Linked DNA regions of Sus scrofa: regions 1 and 2 are each linked to region 3. The links are chromatin contacts, called in public Hi-C and targeted proximity ligation maps. All regions are on one chromosome and are shown on one strand. The core of a region is the stretch at or near the end of the contact, and the rest is flanking DNA. Distances in the headings are between cores, read along the strand shown.

The links. Hi-C and Micro-C count contacts between places; a contact is called where the count stands out from the background.
Region 1: a targeted proximity ligation map of alveolar macrophages shows a contact between it and region 3. A contact is called at or near these places in 2 of 5 promoter capture datasets (fetal liver and fetal skeletal muscle), 4 of 47 Hi-C or Micro-C datasets (alveolar macrophages, embryonic fibroblasts, liver and 1 more) and 2 of 2 datasets of targeted methods (alveolar macrophages and skeletal muscle).
Region 2: a Hi-C map of embryonic fibroblasts shows a contact between it and region 3, with 2.4 times the contacts expected there. A contact is called at or near these places in 1 of 5 promoter capture datasets (liver), 1 of 47 Hi-C or Micro-C datasets (embryonic fibroblasts) and 2 of 2 datasets of targeted methods (alveolar macrophages and skeletal muscle).

Annotation. Positions count from the first base shown.
Region 1 is chr4:39,689,966-39,694,061 of Sscrofa11.1, forward strand. The region is part of intron 3 of CPQ (carboxypeptidase Q); the gene reads right to left. Among named protein-coding and RNA genes, the nearest start is that of CPQ, 160 kb to the right of the region's middle.
Region 2 is chr4:40,401,165-40,405,567 of Sscrofa11.1, forward strand. It overlaps UQCRB (ubiquinol-cytochrome c reductase binding protein), which reads left to right and starts at 2,140. Exons shown (of 4, transcript NM_001185172.1): 1 at 2,140-2,191. The coding sequence starts at 2,173.
Region 3 is chr4:40,126,715-40,131,079 of Sscrofa11.1, forward strand. It overlaps SDC2 (syndecan 2), which reads right to left and starts at 2,769. Exons shown (of 5, transcript NM_001315754.1): 1 at 2,455-2,769. The coding sequence starts at 2,514.

The DNA.
Region 1 (4,096 bases), core at 151-2,650, 440 kb before region 3:
CATGGACTGAGGAGAGGGGTCAATGGTAAGAAGCAGTCTCCATTGCAGAGCCCTGCCACTACTGCAATTGTGAAGGTCAGCTAACTTTATGGGATGTATCATCCAATCGAGCATCAGAGGCCTGTTCTGACCCTGCCTTGGACACTGAGCCCTCTGCACCCCGTGCAGTGGTCTCATCAAGACCAATCACGGACACATTCACCTAAACAAATTGGCTTTTCAAGTGTATTGTGATCTGTGATAAGTATTCACCTAAGAGCCCTTTCTGTACTGGAGATCACTGTAAGGAATTTGGTTAAAATTATTATCGATCAGTAGTATCATTCTATTTAAGCAGAAAAGGATGAAATACATAGAAGCCTTTCAGGCTCGGAGGGACATGGGTTTGAAAGTTGTAATATATTTTTACTTCTTTTTAAACCAAACAAAACCCTATTACATAAGGTCATGAGGAACAGGAAAATAATGGATTATCTCTGCCTCATGTTTCGGCCACTAGTCAGTTTCCAATCCTGTTTGGCAGCTCAGGCTGAGTACATGGAATTCACAGCGGTCTATCCCCTTCCAAAAGGAAAAATAGAAACAAATTAGAGGGTTAATCCTTGCAGTCTGATGAACTCCCACTGTCCGAATCACATGCTGCTGAACAAACAGATTTAAAGGCTCTGTTTGCAAAAAGCATTTTGATTATCACCCAAAGCTGTTTTTTTTTTTTCCTCCAAACCCTCTACTTATGTCATCTTGTAAAACAGACAGTTGGGAAAGTATTAAGGGTTGATCCTGGTTAGGAAGAATGGGTTGTCATAGTTACTGTTTTATAAATATGGGCTCTGGACCAATTCCAATGCTGATCATAGTTAGGAAACATCTTTCTAATTAGATGGCCAGAGAATTAAAGTTACAGACTCTGCTGTCAAACAAGAATAACAAAGGTTTCTTAAATTAAAAAAAAATTAATTTAAAAATATGACGACCAAAATTATTGCTACTCTTAGGAAAGAAATAGGAGCATTTTCCATTTCTGGCAGTAAAATTTTTGGTGAAAAAAATATAAAACACAAAAACTTCTTTTCAATTGGAGCCTAAAAATAATAGGAAAGAAATCCCAAATCAAAGTTGCTACTTGAATGTCCCCTTCCTGCCTAGTTACTTTGTCCCCCAAGATATTTCCATAGAGGAATAAACTGTTACAACTTTAATTATGAATGCCTATGACAATACACTAAGATGGCATAAGACTAGTTCTATCAGATTGCTGACTATATTATTTTGAGGCACGCTTTTTCAAATTTCCATAGGCCTGTTTCTGAGAATGAAGAAGAATGCTGAGAGTTTAACTTGCGGGTGGGGGACGGTGTATTTTCAGCTCAGCAATGATGCAATAATGTAAGCTCACAGAAAGGAGAACCCTCTTGCCTCAAGAGCCAGCTGTGTTCTGTTCAGCCACATCCCTCCATGCCGAGCGCGTTGACCCCTGCCTACTTTAGAAACTGAGATCCAAACCCACGGCTCCTAACAGGTGCTCCACATGAACTTATGGAAGGAATAAACAAGTAAAAAGTTGATCTAAGCACATGGAATGGCTTTCCAAATAAAACACACCAATAGACATGTCGCTATTACGTGCTTCATGTTCAGTGGGACAGTGACAGCAAACTGAAAGGCACTAGATGCTGGAGGCTGAGTCCTAAGTAAAAATACACTCTTTGGATTTGGCAAAGTTTGCTGTTTGCTTCACCCCAGTGTTAGGCAGAAATCCGCAGTCACCCATGGTAACCTGCCAGTGGTAACGTATCAAAACTCTCTTCTACCAAATCTGGTGCCTAAACTACAAAAGAAGAGGCAGGTGCACACGCTACACTCATGGTAACGGGGAGAGAAAAGAGGAGACTGAAATCAAGTAGCCTGGCTTCAAATTCCGCCCGCCCTCTGAGCAGCTCTGTGTTTGTATGGACTCTCTGACCCCAAATGCTTCTTCTGAGAAATGGAGTAAATAATAACACTTATTTTATAGGACTGGGTGAGGTTCAAATGAGGTGTGTGGTAAGTGCTTTATAAACTACAAGGAATAACATAAAATCAGAAAGTCCCAAGTGAATTTTGCTCCTCAGTGCCAAGAGTGTTAGTCTGATGAGGCCACCGTCGCACAATACCACCGAGTAGCTGGCTTCACCAACAGAAATTTATTTTCTCACAGGCTGTGAGGTTAAGGTCAAGGTGCCAGCAGGTCTGGTTCCTCCTGAGGCCAATTTCCTTGGCTTGCGGATGGCCTCCTTCTCTGTCTCTTCACACGACTGTCCCTATGTGAGCAGGCACCCCTGGTGTCTCTCCGTGTGCCCCAAACTCTTCTTATTATAAGACATCAATTAGATTGGGGGTCAAAATCAGGCCTCATTTGAACTTAATCACCCCTTTAAAGGCCCTGTTTCCAAATACAGTCACCTTGTGAGGTACTGGGGTGTAAGGACCTCAATGGCGTCGGGTGGCGGGGAGGGGCAGAATTTAGCCCATGACACCAACTCCATATGTTTTAATAGAAAAATGTGATGAGAGGATGAGATACTGAAACCACACTGAAGGCTGATCTGCTGACTAATTAGCAGAATGCCAGAGTTAAATGATAGCATTTGGAGAGAACAATATATTATAATTGTTAAGAAAACAGGTCCATTACCAAATAACACATTTATTTACACCGATGGCCTCACAACATTAACAGCTAAATGGAGTAGCTAATGAACTTTAGATCATAAGAAATGATTCGTATAGCTGCTCTTTTCCTTGGCTGCTGGAACACAATCTTTCAATTTAACAGGGCTCAGTGAAGAAAAGTACCGCTGCTTTCCGAGACTGCTGAATTTTCTATGCCCAATCCCAATCCCTCCCCAATGTTTCTCACTAAACTTTTTCAGGTTATTTTAGACAACCATCCAATACTTACTTGGCATTATATTAACTGTGATGATCGATAACAACAAATATAGATACTATTTATTAATAGCTTGCTACATGTCAGCTATTACGCTATGTGTCTTATTGTCTTATTTATTTGCGGTATATGGAGGTTCCCAGGCTAGGGGTCGAATTGGAACTTCAGCCGCTGGACTATGCCACAGCCACAGCCATGCAGAATCTGAGCCACGTCTGAGACCTATTCCACAGCTCACAGCAATGCCAGATCCTTAACCCGGTAAGCAAGGCCAGGAACTGAACCTGCGTCTTCGTGGTTACTTGCCAGCTTCGCTTCCACTGAGCCATGACAGGAAGGAACTCCATGCTACACATTTTATATGCATTACCTACCTTGTTTTATCCTCACACAACCCTCATTATCCCAACTTTAATGTGGAGAAACTGAGGCTCAGAGAAGTTAATAACTTGCCCATTTAGTCAGTGAAGGAGCTAGGATTCAAACTCAGCTATGGCTAACTCCAGAGCCCATAATTACTTAATGATCTCATGTGGCTTTCTTACTGTAACCCTAACTGGACTTCTAAGTTAATTTTGTTGCTGAAGTTATTCTTTCTAAAGCTTAGCCCACACCAACATCACAGCAAATCTACACAAAAGTGATACTAAAATATGAGTGATGCCTCTAGTTAGAAAAATCCAGTTCTTTTGGGAATCTCCCAAATTATAATATCCTCAATTTCCTAGAATTCTTCCAAGTCACCCAAGAATACCTCTGAGAAGCAGCACAGTTTGAAGGCACAAATCTGATTTTAAATTTGGGAATGTGAGATTTTAGTACATCCCAACATTATCTCTTAACTTCTCAAATGGTTCTTGAGCAACTTAAATGGTTCTTGAGCCGTGCCTATTCACAGTTAATATGGCAAACACAGAATTGCTCACTTATTCTTAGATTCAATAAGCAGGTATCGAGTATACCAAGCAGATTCAGACCAGCGCAAGGCTCATGGTACACACTGAGTGGGATGTGGTCCCTGCCCTGGGCTCACAGTCTAGTGGGGAAAATGAATGGATGCATTGCAAGAGGGTGTGATGTGTGCCCTGACAAATACAGTCAGAATGCCACTGAAGCCAAGAACAAAGTAATCTGCTTTGCTTGGAGAATTCAGGGGTACCTTTTCCA
Region 2 (4,403 bases), core at 890-3,389, 270 kb after region 3:
GCTTATTTGTAAGATGAGCCATCGTGGTTTGTTATCTGCCTTAGGATCACGAGACTGAGTAGACCCCCAAGGAACCACATCCGGTATTTGCAATCGTATTATTCCCTCCCACACTGACTGGTGCACTCTGGTTCCTGGGCTACTTGCACATCTGCAGTTGTCCTGGAACCCTGGGCCAGGATGGAAAGAGGCCTGGTGACTACTGGAGAAATGAGGCGGGAAGAGATTCCCGACCAAACCTCAGCTGTTCCAAGTGAGCACCAGATAAGTGAGTGAGAGCCAGTCTTGTGTATTCCAGCCTCAGTAGGTACCACAGGGAGCAGAATTTCCCAGCCGAATTCAGAATTGGGAATTCAGAAAGTGTTTTAAACCACTAACTTTGGGAGTAGTTTATTGTGTATCAGGGCTTTGTGCTGTTGGGTATCCTGAAACCTTGTGAGAAACTAAATTTATAATGGGTCAGGGCCTTCCTGTTAGAGGAATTTTATTCACTTGCCCAGCAGACATTTGCGTTCCTAAAATACAGTACCTAGGGTGGCAGGGATATGTGTCTTCATGGAGTTCTCTAATGGATGAGATCACATAACAGGAAACAAGGAAGAAGGATGAGCTAGGAGGCAAAGCATGGAGCCATCCTGCCTAGCCTTTCTTTGGCTCAGAACCTCATTTTGCCTTTATTAACAACCCTCTCAGAATGGGCTATCTGTGTTGCTGTAATGAACAGTCCTAAAACCACAAGTATTTTGTTGTTGTTGTTTGTTGTATTGTCAGGGCTGCATCCAAGACACATGGAGGTTCCCAGTCTAGGGGTCGAATCAGAGCTATAGCTGCTGGCCTACACCACAGCCACAGCAACACCAGATCCTTAATCCACAGGGAAGCCAGGGATAGAAGCCACGTCCTCATGGATACTTGACGGGTTTGTTACTGCTGCACCACAATGGGAACTCCCAAATACAAATTTCTTTTTAAAACATAGCATGATGAGAGGGATTTAACCTTTGACTCTTCTCATGACTGTGTTCAGCAAGAGAACTTGCTTATATGTGGAGAGCTGTCACTGTGGAGCATATCTTCTTTTGCAGGGAAAAGTTACTTGGATAGTCCCCTCTCTGCCTCACCCACTAATTAATCATTTATTTTGCTTTGCATCCTTTAGTAAAATTCTTCTCCCTTAACAGTTTGTGACACTGCTGCCCCTGGGTTTTTATACCTCAGATGAAACATGTTGGAATTGAGACAGTGAAAGTAGTTATTTTACCTTAAAATTGCATTCAAGGAGTTGCCTTTGTGGCTCATGGAGTTAAGGACCCAACGTTGTCTCTGTGAGGATTCCGTCCTCCTTCAGTGGGTTAAGGATCTGGTGTTGCCCAAAAGGTACAGCCTAAATTGCAGATCCAGTTCGGATCCATTGTGGCCTAGGCCTTGGCTGAAGCTCCAGTTAGAACTCTGGCCCAGGGAACTTCCATATGCCGCAGGTGTAGCCATAAAAACAAACAAAAAAATCACAAGGCACTCAAATTCTCTTAACTAGATTTCCACTAAAAAGTCTTGATGTACAACTTCACCTGGAGAAACTGAAGGTCAGAGAAGGTGTCTCCTGGATTAGTGGGGTAGCACATGGCCCTACAATTAAGGAGTGCCACAGTTTTATCCAGTCTCAGATTCTGGAAGATGAATCTGGATTCTCCCTACCTTGTGTGCCCTTGGACAATTTATGAAAGCTTTCTGAGCCTGTTTCCTCTTCCCTACAATAGGTACGATCACAGTAGTATTTATCTTACAGATTTAGAATTAAATGAAAATACGTCCAGAAACTGCTTAGCATGGTGCTTGGCAGAAAGGGCGCAATTCATACTGCCTCAACTCTCAGAGCTCGTCAGTAACACAACCCAAGCTAAAGCCCTGGTGTCCTAATTCCCTGCCTAGTGTTTCCCCCATCAGGTCACAAGTACCGCCTCTTGGAACCGGGACCAGTTCCAGACCCGCTGGATGGATAAAACCCAGGGGGCTGGAGAGGTGTGCAGGGCAGGAACCAAACACCGGCCGCCAAAACTGCGCCTGCGCGAGCGTCCTCCCTCTCCTCGCGACGTGACGTAGCGCGCCTGCGCACTGGACCCTGCGCGTCCTTTAGGACTTACCCATCAGGCAACGCTTCTGTCTCGGGTCAAAATGGCGAGCAGGCCTGCTGGTAAGTGAGTGGCATCTTGCCTGGCTGACGTCGCAGCGCTTAACCTATTTTCGCAGCAACTTGCTCGTCTTCCTTTGCTCTAAGTGGCTAGGTTTGCGGCATAAGGGAAGGCGGCGGCGGCCCGCCTGAAAGACGCTTGGGTCCTACCCCCTTGCTGTCGCTAGGCCGGGCTCGCCCAGAGGGTTGGGATAGGACCTGCTGTGGTGAAGGTACCCGCGGTGGCTGCCACAGCCCTGGTGTTCAGGCTTCTCGTGCTCGGCAGCCCTTCCCCTCGGCCTTAAAAGAGTTCAAGGGCACCAGGAGATAATCAGTGGCTGACCTTGAACCCAAATGAACTGAGTACTTATTGTGAGCCAAGCGCTGTCATGTGCGTTCGCTCGATCAGTTCTCCCGCCGGCGCGAGGGGGACGGTGGTTAGTTTTCCTTTTAGGCTGGTGAGATAACTGAGGCAAAGTGACCGGAGGAAATAGGGCTGGAAACCTGTTCCACCTTTCGCTCTTCTCAGACTGGGAGTTAGAGGCAGCTGAGCAAGGGTTATAGTGAAGTTTCAGGTTGACCTTGGCTTATCTGGAACGTCAAGTTGATCTGTGGATTTGGAGAAATTTTCATTTATTGTAGGCATTGGGATGAACGTATATTATGGAATAGAATGCAGAAACAACCGGAATATTTAAAACAGGACGTTCTAAGGTAGGGTTTTCTTTTTTCTCTTTTTTGGCCAATCGCTGCCCTCTGGCGGTGTGAATTGGAATTAACTTTTAAAAAATGTTTTCTCTCTGCCCCAGCAATTGTGAAGCTAGTAAGGAAACATCAGATTGCCAGATAAGTTGGTTATCTAAATCACATTGAGCTTTTCAGAGGTGGTGGAAACTTTTAAGAATTCATTACTTCATTAATTGGGCAGCTATTTAAGGCGTTCTGCTTCTGTGCTGCGTTTGGAAACTAGGTAGACCTGGCCTAAACCCTATCACTAGCTGCTTCTGATCTTGAATAAATCTTACTCCTCTTATGCAAGGACAAGAGTGTTGTAAATAACTAGCGAATGGGAGTTAAAGCAGATAGAATAGTGCCTGGCACACAGTGAATATTAATCGTTATTACCATCACTGGTAAATACAGTTGTCTCCTACAAATATGTTTGTAGTTTGTTGACTCTTTGGTAGTTGTTTTCCTAGAAGCAGTGCAGTTATGTGGTGCTTAATTTGCAAAGAGATTTACCAAAGCTGTGTAATCTGGGATGTAATAAGGAGGGTTTGAGATTAAAGAGTTTGCTTTCCTTCCTTGGTAAGGGGCTAGCCCTAAGACAACATTTTTTTTTTTTTTTTTTTTTCCTTTTTTGGCCACACTTCTGGGCCAGGGCTTGATTCCAAGCTGCACCTCCGGCATTCCTTAACCGGCTGCACCACAGCGGGAACTCCAAGACAGGAATTTTAAAAGAAAATTTAAACTTACCATACCTCCTCTTCTGTATCATACCTCTCCTGAAACCTCAGGCACTCTCGCATTGCTCTCCGCCCCTACTGGGTAACCCATCAGGCACAGTCCTGTTCCCAAAGAGTTTTTTTGGTTTGTTCGTTTGTCTTTTTAGGGCTGCACCCTCTGCATATGAGGTTCCCAGGCTAGGGGTCGAATCAGAGCTGTAGCCACTGGCCAACACCACAGCCACAGCCATGGCCTACACCACAGCCACAGCCATGCCAGATCCAAGCCGAGTCTGCAACCTACACCACAGCCCATAACAACACTGAGTGAGGCCAGGTGTCGAACCTGCATCCTCGTGGATGCTAGTCAGGTTCGTTTCCACTGAGCCACAATGGAAACTACCCCCAAAGAGTTTTAACATTACCTGTTTCTTCTCATCTGTTCTCAAATATCCATTCCCTCGGTGGAAAGTTAGCTACTTGGGCGGAGGATAATGTGCTTGTTTTACTTGTCCTCCTTAATAGTAAGTGACTTACTAATGTTATCACAGCCCTCCCAGAAATACATATGTATTTTAAAAGAGAGTGGCCATGTGACATAAAGGTAATATGGAATAAAAATATGGCTGGGGCTCATTTAAATCTGCCAGCGTATCTTGAAATCTCACCTTTTCATACAGCTCCAACTCCCTTGGAAAGTTTACATTTGTTTTCTGTAATCTGTTTCTGAAACTACAAATGATGGGCAAGTTCCGAGTTCCCAGTTTCCCTTCCATCTCCCACCCCTTCAG
Region 3 (4,365 bases), core at 1,519-4,018:
CTTTTTTCCCCTCTTGAACTCAGTATAAAATTCCAGAATTCACTAACTGTGGACAGTTTTCCTTTTTCCTTTTCTAAAAAAGAGAGGCTTTAAGCTCAGATGATCACGACTTCTAATTCCCAGGCAACAGTTGCAGTTTTCAAATTAAAATGCACAGGACTGGAAATAATGCACCTTAATGGCTGAACGTTGAAAAACTGCAGTCCTTCAACTTTGCCTACATGTATGCTGCTATACGTGAAACAAACAAGAGACTGAAAAGTCATTTAAATGGATTATTGGCCATCCTGAGCTTGGAAACTGCTTCTATGGAGAAAAACTGACTCACTGGCTAACAAAGATTGCCGGCTACAGTCTCCAAGTTGACATTTTAAAAAATATCTAATCACCCTTTTGAATGATATACCAATTACTGAAAATGGTATCTGCCACAGTGAAAGAGCTCACTAGGAAAGCATCCAGTTCTGGTCGGAACTGAGAAATATTCAAACCCTAAAGACAGGGTTGGGGGGAAAAGATACCACCAGAGAAGACAAGTATCATTCAGCCAAAAAGCTTCCTTAAGATGCAAGGTCAGATTGACGCAAACACCCAAAGAGACGTTCTTCTTTTAGAATCCCCAAACAGTAACAATTCCTGAACAGGACTCAGCAAAAAGGGACCTCCTTAACCCTGTCCTGCTTTTTAGGCAGGCTTCTCCTGAATATCTTTAGTTGGAATTCTCCCTTTGCCCTCTTTTGCAACAAGATGAGCAATAATGTTTTTCTGAAATAAACAGGGATTCTTTTTTCCCTTTTGGGGTGGAAAGAGCACAAAGTTCATAACTGGCTGGGAAAGGACCAATCCTAACAGATAAAACGATCATTTGCCACAGAGAAATGCTGATAAGGCTCAGAGTTTTATTTCACAGCCGGAGCACCCACATTTCCATCTACTCTATTCCGTTTACAATCCTACCTGCTCTCCAATCTCAGAGTAACATTTGAGGACCCCATAGCATACACAGAGGCTCCCACACCGATGAAAAAATGCCCATCTGCTGCTCAGGGCCAAAGAGGTTTCCCGATTCCAAATCGGGTGGGGGGGAATAACAGGCGAGGGGGGGAAACTCATGAAACCACCTTAAAGATGACATTAATTGTCTTCGAAAAGGCAGTTCAGATTACTAGAAATGGACAAGTTATTTGGTGGCACAAGGAGGAGATATGAGGAACCAGAAGGGACAGAAACAGCTGCACTCCCTAACCGAGGTCCCAGACCGCAATGAGGCTGCAGACGTGATCCGGGTGCTGGGATTCCACCCAGCCGGACAAAGCTCAGAGCGCCCAGGTAGGGGCCGTCACGCACAAATCAAAACCCAGGAGGCAGTTCCCTTTAGAGGGCGCTCATTGGGTGTCGGAGGGAAACAAGCTCCAACCCCCGAAACGCGACCCAAAGGGGGAGAAAGCAAGTTCCCACCGCCGAGGCCAGGGAGGGAAGCTAGATGCCCGCTTTCGGGCCCGTGGGAGAAGAGACTCCTCCAAGCCTCGGTGCACCCCAGCCGGGGCCCGCGAGGACGAGCGTGGCGGGCTGGAAGCCCCGGTTCTCCGAGCAGCCAGGCGACCCGAGGCCAAGCTCAGTGTCTCAGGCACCTCACCTCGCCCAGCTGCTGCACTTGAGCGCAACCCCTACCAAAATGCCCTCCTGTTCCTTAGGGCCCGCAAGCCGCCCCCCGACCCTCAAGGAGGTCGGGTCGTTGCAAGACTTGGAGTCCAGGGGTCCGCATCCTGGCATTTTGGGGCGCATCCCGCTCACCCCCCAAGGGACCGACGACTGTGCCTCCGCGGGTAGCTTATCCACGCAGTGTCTGCTCCCTTACCCCAGCCACCCGGAACATCAAACAAAAGAACTTTTGCAAACTTTCCTCTCCGGACACTCGCGGGTTTCTCAAAGCTGGGCCCCATCTCCCCAGAACGTGCATTCAATGGAGTAGGAAAGCTGGCGTGGGGGTGTGTGTGTGCTGACAAAGGGACCCCAAAGTTTCCAGGTCGTTCCTGGGTCTCCGGGAGCGCGCGGAGGGGACCAGTTCTCACGCTGCCCTTTCCCGACATCCTCTCTCCGGCCACCCTTCCCCATCGGTCCTTCCCGGCCATAAAGAAAGACCCTCCGAGGGCGAAGAAGTTGGGAGAGATTTCTGGGGCCTCTGCGGTTCGACAAAACTGCCGTACTCTCTTGCTGATCCCGGGGGACCTCCAGGCAACTCCAGGGAGCGGCGCTTTTCTGCGGGAAAGGGAGGAGGGAAGGGGCGGAGGAGCGAGCGCATTTGTCCCAGCAGATCCCCGGGGGCCGAGCTGACACAGCTGGGAGTGGGGGGCATCCCCCAGGTGGCGCTCCCCGACTCCCCGCGGGCTCTGCGCACCCCGCTCGGCCTCGACACCCTATGTGGCGCGCGCGTCCCCCTCCTGGCCCACTCACCGACTCCGCCGACACGCAGGCCACCAAGCCCAAGGTGAGCAGGATCCAAACGCGCCGCATATTCCCCGGGGATCGGCTGCTCCCAGCCGCCGCTTGCAACCAGAGAGAAGCGGAACCTCTTGCTCAGCGCCCGGCGCAGCCCGCGCCGAAGAATCCGGAGCGGAGCAGCCTCCGCGACCGCGGCTCCGGCTCGGGGGCTCGGGGGTTCGGGCTCGGGACTCCGGGGCGCTCGCTTCTTCTTCCTGCGCCTGCTCCCGCTGCCCGCGGCTGCGCTGGGGGAACGCGGCGCCTTCTCACTTGTTGGTTCCTACACTCCCGACGCCGAGTTGTTGCTCCGGGGAGGCAGCTCTCTGGAGCCTTTCTTGCTCTGCTGTAGTTTTACTCCTCCGCGGACTCCTTCCCCGTGTCGCGGCTCGGTTTCTGATTTTTGAGGAATAAATTAGATGGCTTGGAATGTAGCTGCAGCTGAAGTTTGGGGGCAGAGCGGTGGGGGCGCGAGATCCGCGCGGCTGGAGCTCTGGGAGTATCTGGAGAGAAGCGCGTCCGGCAGGGCTAGTGGCTCCGCGGCTGCGCCCCTCCTCCTCCCGCGCCGCCGCCTCCCTCCCAGGGTCCTCCTCCTCCACCTCCTCTTCTCCTCCCGCTCCCTCCCTCCCTCCCCAGCCAGCTTCTCTGGGCTTCTCCGGGCCACTCGGGAGAGGAGGCGGCTGTGTGACTCCCTGCTAAACCCGGGAGAAATTCCTACAGGATTACACCGCGATTGGCAGCTCGGGGGACCAGTGGCCGCCGGCAGCTCCGCGCTGTGGCTGCTCTGGGTCTGCTCGTCTGCAATCTGTGCTCCGGCGCTCCTTTATTTTCTGGCTTCCTTCTCCCCTTACCCCTTCGCCTTTTCCTCTCGCCTCCCCCTTGCTCCTTCTCTATTTTCTATTCTCTTTCACTTTTCTGGAGAAAGATCGGTGAAGCGACGAGACATATTTAGCTTTTCTGCCGGCTGGAATTCGACCAGTAGCAAGAAGCTGCTTTGAGAGTTGGAAAAAACACACACACACACCAAGTTTACAGATGCTTTCAAGCAGTGTAAAGTGTTCATAAATCGCTAGTTCATGAAAATTGTATTTTAAAAGCGAAAACAATAAACGTAATAAACGTGTGTTGAGCATTTCCCACCCACCCTAACGCCCCCCCCCCAAAAAAAAAATCTGGAGGAAAGCTCCCATAAACCCAAAACGCAACCCTTTAAAAGCTCATAATTTCATTAAGGGCTTAAATACCATTTCTGCCTCACACATGGTTTAAGCCCCGAAGGCATTTTATAGGCTCCATTTCAACATAGAGGTGTTAATGTTTGGAAGCTACAAATAGGGCAATTTGATGAGAAATTGGATAGAGACCCTGAACAATAACAGATTGAAGAGAACTTCAAAGAAAAGCAGGATAAAGTAATTTCTAGTTTGAAGAAAATGATGAGCATGTGTTTCCTGAATGGAAGTAATTGGTCCCAAGTATTTTGTGGTGAAGTCTTTTTTTTTTTTTTTTTTTTTTTTTCAGTTCTGTGTCTCTAGTGCACTACCGGACATGGCAAACTCCCTGCCAGTTTCTACCACTATTTTTCTCTCTAATTTCTGGAGTAAATGAATTGTAGAGCCAGTCTGGTCCTAGAATGCCCACTCCAGGAGACCAGCGACTTTTCTGTCTTGTTCACCACTGTATTCTCATTCCTGTTGCCTAAAGATATACAATACATATTTATTGGATAAACTTTGATCTAAAACTCTATACTGCATAAGAGTTGTGAGCCTTTAAGAAACCTAGATGTAGATATATAGACACCAGACCTTGATACTTTTTGAACTTAGAATAATATACAGTCATACTCTACGGAGGATATTGTGAGTATGTATATATGCATGTGTG